2 separate regions of the Ctenopharyngodon idella genome follow, and region 2 is linked to region 1. The links are chromatin contacts, called in public Hi-C maps. All regions are on one chromosome and are shown on one strand. The core of a region is the stretch at or near the end of the contact, and the rest is flanking DNA. Distances in the headings are between cores, read along the strand shown. Region 1 holds the start of LOC127499540 (leukotriene B4 receptor 1-like). Region 2 holds the start of cfdp1 (craniofacial development protein 1).

Region 1 (3,620 bases), core at 383-2,882:
TTCCCAGCTCCATGTTAGTGCTTCTTCTCTTCAGTTCACCCCACTCATTTTTTTTAGGGTTCAGGTCAGGGGACTGGGATGGCCATGGCAGAAGCTTCATTTTATGCTCAGTGACACATTTTTGTGTTGATTTTGATGTTTGTTTTGGAACATTGCCCTGATGGATGATCCAACCACGGCCCCTTATAAGATTTCTAGCAGAGGCTGTCAGGTTTTGCTTTTTTATCTTTTGGTATTTGATAGAATCCATGATTGCATTTATCTGAACAAGATGTCCAGGACCTCCAGCAGAAAAACAGTCCCACAACATTAACCTGTTAGTGTTCCACTGTACCGCCTGCGGTACACATACCTTTCAAAAGAGACCAAAACCAATGTACTCCAAATGGTTCAGCATGAGAACAGCATGCAATTTACTTTGGGTATGCCTTTTTAGACGTTTTTAGGGCATGAGGTACTTTTTATTCATATGTGCACCAAAGCCATCTGGTGGGTTGTTGTTGTTTTTTTTTGTTTTTTTTGCTTCATCTGACCATAGAAGCCAGTCCCTGTTTGAAGTTCCAGTTGTGTCTGACAGCTGAACATGCTGGAGATTGTTTATGAATAAGCGAGGAGGATTTTTCTTGAAACCCCCCCGAACAACTTGTGGGGATGTTTGATCATTTTTATTTTAGGCTTTCTGACCCCAAGACTCAACTAATTTCCACAATTCTCCAGCTGTGATCCTTGGAAAGTCTTTAGCCACTCAAACTTTCTTTCTCACCGCGCATTAGGACAACATAGACACGCGTCCTCTTCCAGGCAGATTTGTAACATCTTAAGTTGATTGGAACTTCTTAATTATTGCCCTGATAGTGGAAATGGGGATTTGCAATACTTTAGCTATTTTCTTACAGCCATTTTCTATTTTGTGAAGCTCAACAATATTTTGCTGCACATCAGAACTATATTCTTTGGTTTTACTCATTGTGATGAATGATTATGGGAATTTGGCCTTTGTGTTTCCTCATGTTTATACTCCTGTGGAACAGGAAGTCATGGCTGGAGAAAAACATTTATTTCATGACGTGATCTCCTCCCTTTTAATATTTTTTATTAAAAACATAAGCATATGAAGTAAATGTTTGCAGCTTGCAAAAGTGGCTACATTAAGTGTAAAAGGAAGAACAGTAGAGAAAGAAACGTGTGAAAACCACAAACCAGAAAGAATGCAGCTATTTAAAACAAAATAAATAGCATCATATGACCCCTTTAATTAAGTATGAATTCATAATTTTTTCTCTGTATGTTTTACTTTAATTGCATCATGCTTGTTTGAGAAGAAAATACATTATATATAGCGGGTAAAAGGGAAGCTTTAATTTTTTTTTGCCTTTGTGTATTTGTTTCTTGTTTGTTTTGTTTGTTTATTTATTGTTATTTATTTATAAAGCACAATTAAAACAATAATGTTGACCAATGTGCTGTACAATCAAACAAAAAAAATTACACAAAAAAATATTTGCAAGCACCTTCATTGAGATAAGAGCAAAGCTGTAGTTTTGGTTTACAGAAAGGGAGGAGTCAACATAGCCCCTGTTCTTCAAGCAGTCATAACTCAGATTCAGCATTAACAGACAAGAAAATCTGATGATGGAGCTTAGATTACGCTTCAATTCAACATCTAACAGCACTGCTGTGGGTTCAAAGCAGATCGCTCCTGCTGTAGTTCTGGGTTTGTGCTGTTTGGTGGGTTTGCCAAGCAATATCGCAGTAATCATCAGCATTGCTCGTGAGTGGAACAAACATTTGAACTTTACCTTAAAACTAATGGTAAACCTTGCTGTCTCTGATGCTTTGACCCTTTGCTTGGCTCCTGTGGTGCTGTGTGGAATACTGTTTGGATGGAAACTCGGCCTTTGGTCTTGTAGGATCTTATTCTTCTTGGGTCACTGGAGTCTGTATGTTGGTGTCCTGACGGTCACCTCCATGAGTGTGCACCGCTATCACAATGTCATCAAGTCCAGAGTCACTAACAGGATGATACTGCACAGACTGGAGAGACGGCACAGGCGCCTTCAGCTGATTGCCATCTGGATTCTAGCCTTTGTTTTTTCCCTACCGATATTTTTCACTCAAGGACTCATAGACAAGGATGGATTGCAGAGATGTCAGAGGGCAATGGAGTCTGTAGAATCACAGTCTGTAGTAGTGACTGTTTTGCTTCTTGAGATCCTGTTGGGGTTCGTCATCCCATTTTTGATCATGTTAACATGTTATCTCTGGTTGCACAAAGGTTTGAGCCAAAAAGCCAAGAGCTCCAATTTAACTAGAGCTCCACAGAACCAGGAACCCAGAAACCAGGGGTCAAAGGTTAAGACTTACAAGAAGAGACTTGTGGTCAGCATCGTTGTGGCTTTCTTTCTGTTTTGGACTCCTGTGCACATCATCAATGTGATTGATATAGTTACTACTCTGACTAAAACTTCTCATCCAGACATTCATTCCCAACTGAAGTCCTTCCGTAGAGTTTATGGTGATATGAGCAAGACTCTGGCTTTGCTGAACTGCTGTCTGGATCCTTTTCTCTATGTTTTCTTTTCAAGGAATGTCATAAAGTGTAGTAAGTAGAACCCCCCATTGTTTATTTCACAGTTACAAATTCAACTAATTATTTTTGAGTTGTAAACTTTGTCTGCTAACAAAATTGAGATCGGTTTGCTTTAAAAATTTATTTTCTGTTGTAAAAAGCAGCATGTATGCAATCTTTTATCTGTGCTATGCCAAAGGAACATCTATGTAAATAAAACCTGAATGAATAAATGCTTATAAACATCAACTCACTGAGGGTTAATACATCTTGTTTACAATTTTGTTTCAATGATTTAGAATTTTTTAATTTTTGCAGGTTTTTCATGTTACATGTTACTGTAACTGTCCTTAAAATGCTCTTGCGTGTAGGACTACTGTTCTGCTGTGAAAAATAATTTTTCAATCTTTAGAAAGATGAAGAACATTTAAAAGTATTTATAAAAACAACCCTGTTATGAATTTTTGTAGCTGCAGTATGTGAAGGAAGTTTTTAATTAATCATAACTAACATTCCTCCATCTTTTACACTAACTTTTTCTTGCAGAATTAACATTTATATGCTTTTGAAAACTGAAGGTCCCCAACACTCGGGCCAAAGTTAATGTGTCTGAATATAACAAAAGAGGAAACAAAATTTAGACAGCTGATGTAGGCTGGTTAATAAAAGCCTTTTGAAGCGAATGGATGCGTTTTTGTAAGAAAAATATCCATATTTAAAACTTTATAAATTCAAATAACGAGCTTCCAGCGGATGAACGTACACACGACGCGATGACGCAATGACGCAGGCGCAGAGGAGAGAGCAAAACAAAACACCGGTCATGAATTAGAAGTCTAAAATTAGAAGTTTTAAAAGAGAAATGTCGGAGGATTTTGATATAAGAGAAGAGGACCTTGAGTTTGTTGCCCAGCCATATTTGTTTGAACCATGAGGGGTGTCTAAGCTTATGATACTCCTACATCCTGCGTCATACATCACGTCAGAGGATTACTCATTTGGTGCAAATCGGTCTGCAAAAGCCTGCGGTCTTTTGCTGGAAGCTAGTTGT
Region 2 (4,091 bases), core at 73-2,572, 150 kb after region 1:
TCCTTTTTTCCTTTTTCTTTGAAAATGAGGGGAAAGTGAGAACATTTTACTTAAGAATTTAGTTGGGTTTAAAATATACGTCAGTAATATCATACCTCATAGGGATGTCTGCTTTAGTTTTCTTCTTTTTCTTCTTCACATGTTCTGACTGCTGCTCATTGTGATCCTCACCTTCCAGTGCATCCTCCTTCACACATTCATTCATGTCATCCTCACTCAGATTATCATCTGATCAATAAAAGGAAAAAAATTAAGTAATGTGAATGAATCTTATTTATGACCCTGGGACAAAGTGAACATATACCAGTAGGCAAACCAACTTATGATGCATTATTTCCTAAATTTTCTATGCATTGCTTGACTGCTGCATTGTTGTTTGAAAATAAATGAAAAACTAAATATTTTTAAAAAGGGCTGTTGTCACTTTCAATAACCTAAAGGTATTTTAAAATTCTTTGGAGTAGGAAAATCTGAAGTGGCAGGTTTTCTAATTCCAATGACCCAAATTCTTCTATAAGTGGGAATATTTCTCACTCAATATTTCTCACTAAAACCATGCCTGGATGTGAATTAACCACTTATACGTGTTAAAGCTGAAAATTAATCTGAACAAATCACTATGTTCAATGGTTGGATCTCCAGTGCTTCATGATGCAAACCAATTTATGGCACTTCTGCTGGACAGGACCATGAAAGACCAGCAGGGGTTTTGGTAAATTAAATCAGTGATTGTTTTCATCCTTGTCATCACTGTCACAGCCAAATAAACATCTCTCAGAAAGGAGTAACGTATTAACCATTGCTTGGACACATAAAACACCTCAAAGAGGGATCTGAATAAATATACCCTATACACTAGATAATACTGAGATAAGTCATTGTCTAGATAATTATGTAGGAATCCAAAGTATGAGCATTAGCTAGGATACTTTTTGTGCAATTGTGTTTGCATATGATATTACTATCATAAAGAGGAAAAACATATAAAGTAAAACAGTATATGTGCACATATATAGAGCACAGACTGCTTGGCTACATCTGTGCTCTTGCTCAAATACGACCATGCTAACTTTATCATGCTAAAATCTCTTACCAGAAGGGACATAGTCTTCATCCTCATTTGAGGAATAACCATCCGAGTCGTAATCCGAATAATTCATCCTTATTTCTCTGTGTGGTGTGCTGGATTAGCTGCTAAATCAGATGAAGACTCCGAAAACAATCACAAGAAACACTATGGCTAACCAGCTAGCTTTCCTAGAAACCGAGCATGTGTTAGCCTGCTAGCATCATCTGATCTATAAAAGACTCAATGCCTCATCAGCATCCAGACATGTCGTTTCTTTCCAACTTCAAGTTCTTTGTTAGGTTGTACCAACCCTGTGCAAAAAACAATGACAGAAAATGTTTTTAAAAATATGTATTAACAACAACAATGATAATAGGCTAAAAAACTAAAAGATTTGTATTATTAAAGGTAATTAAAGGTAAAATATTATTATTAAGGTCATTATTACAAGTAATACGGTAAGGAAATGACTAAAATTCTGCCCTCCTGACTCTTTTCATGTACGTTAACAACCATAAAAACAGTGACAGAATTTAAAAATATATATATTTATTAACAACAATAATAAACGGGGTTATTATTAAAGGTAATCAAAGGGGACATTTTATCATTAAAGTACTTAATAAAAGTATATTAATAATAACTAAATTTAATATATAAATTACATTACGGTAAAGACATTAAGACATTTATATTATTTTATTTCCACGACTTAAGATGGAAATAGAATAAAATAAAATAAAATAAAATAAAACAAAACTTGCAAAAGACACTCACACTCTATCCATATGATATGTAAATCATCTTTTACGGATACCGCGAAGGGACAGACGCTACAACCATACAGGCCCCGCCCACAAGCCTGTCGCAAATCGCAGGTGACAGCTAGATAATCTCAAACTCGACACAGTTATGGTCGTTAAAACCATAATTTTCCCGGTTTATCAACAGTGTTAGAGAGCATCGGTAGTGCTTTTAGTTTAATGAAAGTAAATCCGCGCGCTCATCGCAGTTGAAGTGGAAGTTCATGCAGATGGATGAGCATCTGTGCTAAAAACATACGCTCTGCTCAAGCCCACATTCCGTTTCTAATGCTGTTATTCGGATTTGACACTTTCCTCACGCATGATCGCAGTGTTGATCTTAAGAGAAATGCAGGACGACTATAACGTGGAGATAGGATTCGTCAAGCAGATCCTCAGTTTGAATTTGGTGCCGAGGAAAAATGCCACCAACTGCGGGAGGAACGACACATCTCTGTGCGATTTCTCCGGTGAGTCTTCACGCCACAGCAGACATTACTCGTCAGTTCGATCAGCTCATGTTTGTGCTGATATAAGATAATATTATTGTGTTGTATGATTTGCATTACACTGAAAAAGTGGAGCTTTTAGACTGGTGATGGGTTAGCAACTAATGCTAGTGTGTTAGCTTCCGGCTAATGTTATGTTAAGTGTTTGGGGAAATGGAGTAACTGAGAGATGGACATCGACTGTCTATCTGTCGTTATATGTGTAGTGCTAGAACTATCTATATATCTATCTGTCTGTCGTTCTTTCTGTCTGTCTGTTTGTTGGTATCTAACTCTGTCGTTTCTTATGTCTTATCTATCTATCTATCTATCTATCTATCTATCTATCGTTGTCTTTCTATCTATCTGTCTGTCTGTGTCTGTCTATCTATCTGTCGTTCTTTCTATCTATCTATCAGATTGTCTATCTATGTCGTTCTTTCTGTCTGTCATTCTATCTATTTCTGTCGTTCTTTCTGTCTGTCTATCTATCAGATTGTCTATCTATGTCGTTCTTTCTGTCTGTCATTCTATCTATCTATATCTGTCGTTCTTTCTGTCTGTCTATCTTATCTATCTATCTATTGTTGTCTTTATATCCATCTGTCTGTGTCTGTTGTCTATCTGTCTGTCTGTCATTCTTTATGTCTGTCTATCTGTCATTATATCAATCTATCTATCGTCTTTCTATCTATCTGTGCCTGTCTGTCTGTCTATCTGTCGTTGTTTGTCATTCTATCTATCTTGTTCTGTCTGTCTGTCGTCGTCATCTATCTGTCTGTCTGTCGTTCTTTCTGTCTGTCTGTCATTCTATCTATATATCTCTGTCGTTCTTTCTGTCTGTCTGTCTGTCTGTCTAACTATCTATTGTTGTCTTTCTATCCATTTATCTGATTGTGTTTGTTGTCTGTCTGTCATTCTTTCTGTCTGTCTGTCCATTGTTGGTGTCTATTTATCTAACTCTGTCATTCTTTATGTCTGTCTATCTGTCATTATATCTATTTATCTATCTATCTATCTATCTATCTATCTATCATTGTCTATCTGTCTGATTGTGTCTGTTGTTCTATCTATCTATTTATCTATCTGTCTGTCTGTCTATCTATCTCGTTCTTTCTGTCTGTCATTATCTAACTGTCGTTCTGTCTATCTGTCTGTCTGTCGTTCTTTCTGTCTATCTATCTATATTGTTGTCTTTCTATCTGTCTGATTGTGTCTGTTGTCTATATATCTGTCTGTTGTTCTTTCTGTCTGTCTGTTGGCCTCTATCTATTTATCTATCTCTGTTGTTCTTTGTCTATCTGTTGTTATATCTATCATCTATCTATCTATATATCTGAGATGGACATCGATATATCTCTGTCTGTCTCTGTTTGTATGGCTGTCTGTTGTTCTGTGTGTAGTTCTATAAATATCTGTCTGTCTCTTATTCTATCTATTTATGTCTATCTATCTGTTGTGTGACAGAAATATGGAGTTAAATATTTCATTTACAGCACTACAGACTTGCAATATAACAAATTACACTTTACCACTAACTAATAGTCTTAATTTCCATGTTGCCAGTCATTTCGATCTTTTCTTAGATTATGTGGGAGATGTTTACATCACAGGCGTGGGAAGATTTGATAGACTCCGTTGGCTGATCTTCAGACTTTGAATGTGTTTCTTCATGCCACTGTGTGATGTCTTTCTTCACCAGAGATGTGGTATGGGGTGTTCCTGTGGGCT

The links. Hi-C and Micro-C count contacts between places; a contact is called where the count stands out from the background.
Region 2: a contact with region 1 is called in a Hi-C map of muscle, with 5 times the contacts expected there. The contact joins the promoter of cfdp1 here to the promoter of LOC127499540 in region 1. A contact is called at or near these places in 2 of 2 Hi-C or Micro-C datasets (both in muscle).

What each region holds. Positions count from the first base shown.
Region 1 is chr18:21,191,269-21,194,888 of HZGC01, forward strand. It overlaps LOC127499540 (leukotriene B4 receptor 1-like), which reads left to right and starts at 1,633. Exons shown (of 1, transcript XM_051869912.1): 1 at 1,633-2,669. The coding sequence starts at 1,633. The coding sequence ends at 2,610.
Region 2 is chr18:21,341,280-21,345,370 of HZGC01, forward strand. It overlaps cfdp1 (craniofacial development protein 1), which reads right to left and starts at 1,323. Exons shown (of 7, transcript XM_051870399.1): 1 at 1,094-1,323; 2 at 96-228; 3 at 1-16. The coding sequence starts at 1,160. tmem170a (transmembrane protein 170A) reads left to right here and starts at 1,885. Exons shown (of 3, transcript XM_051870400.1): 1 at 1,885-2,342; 2 at 4,063-4,091. The coding sequence starts at 2,195.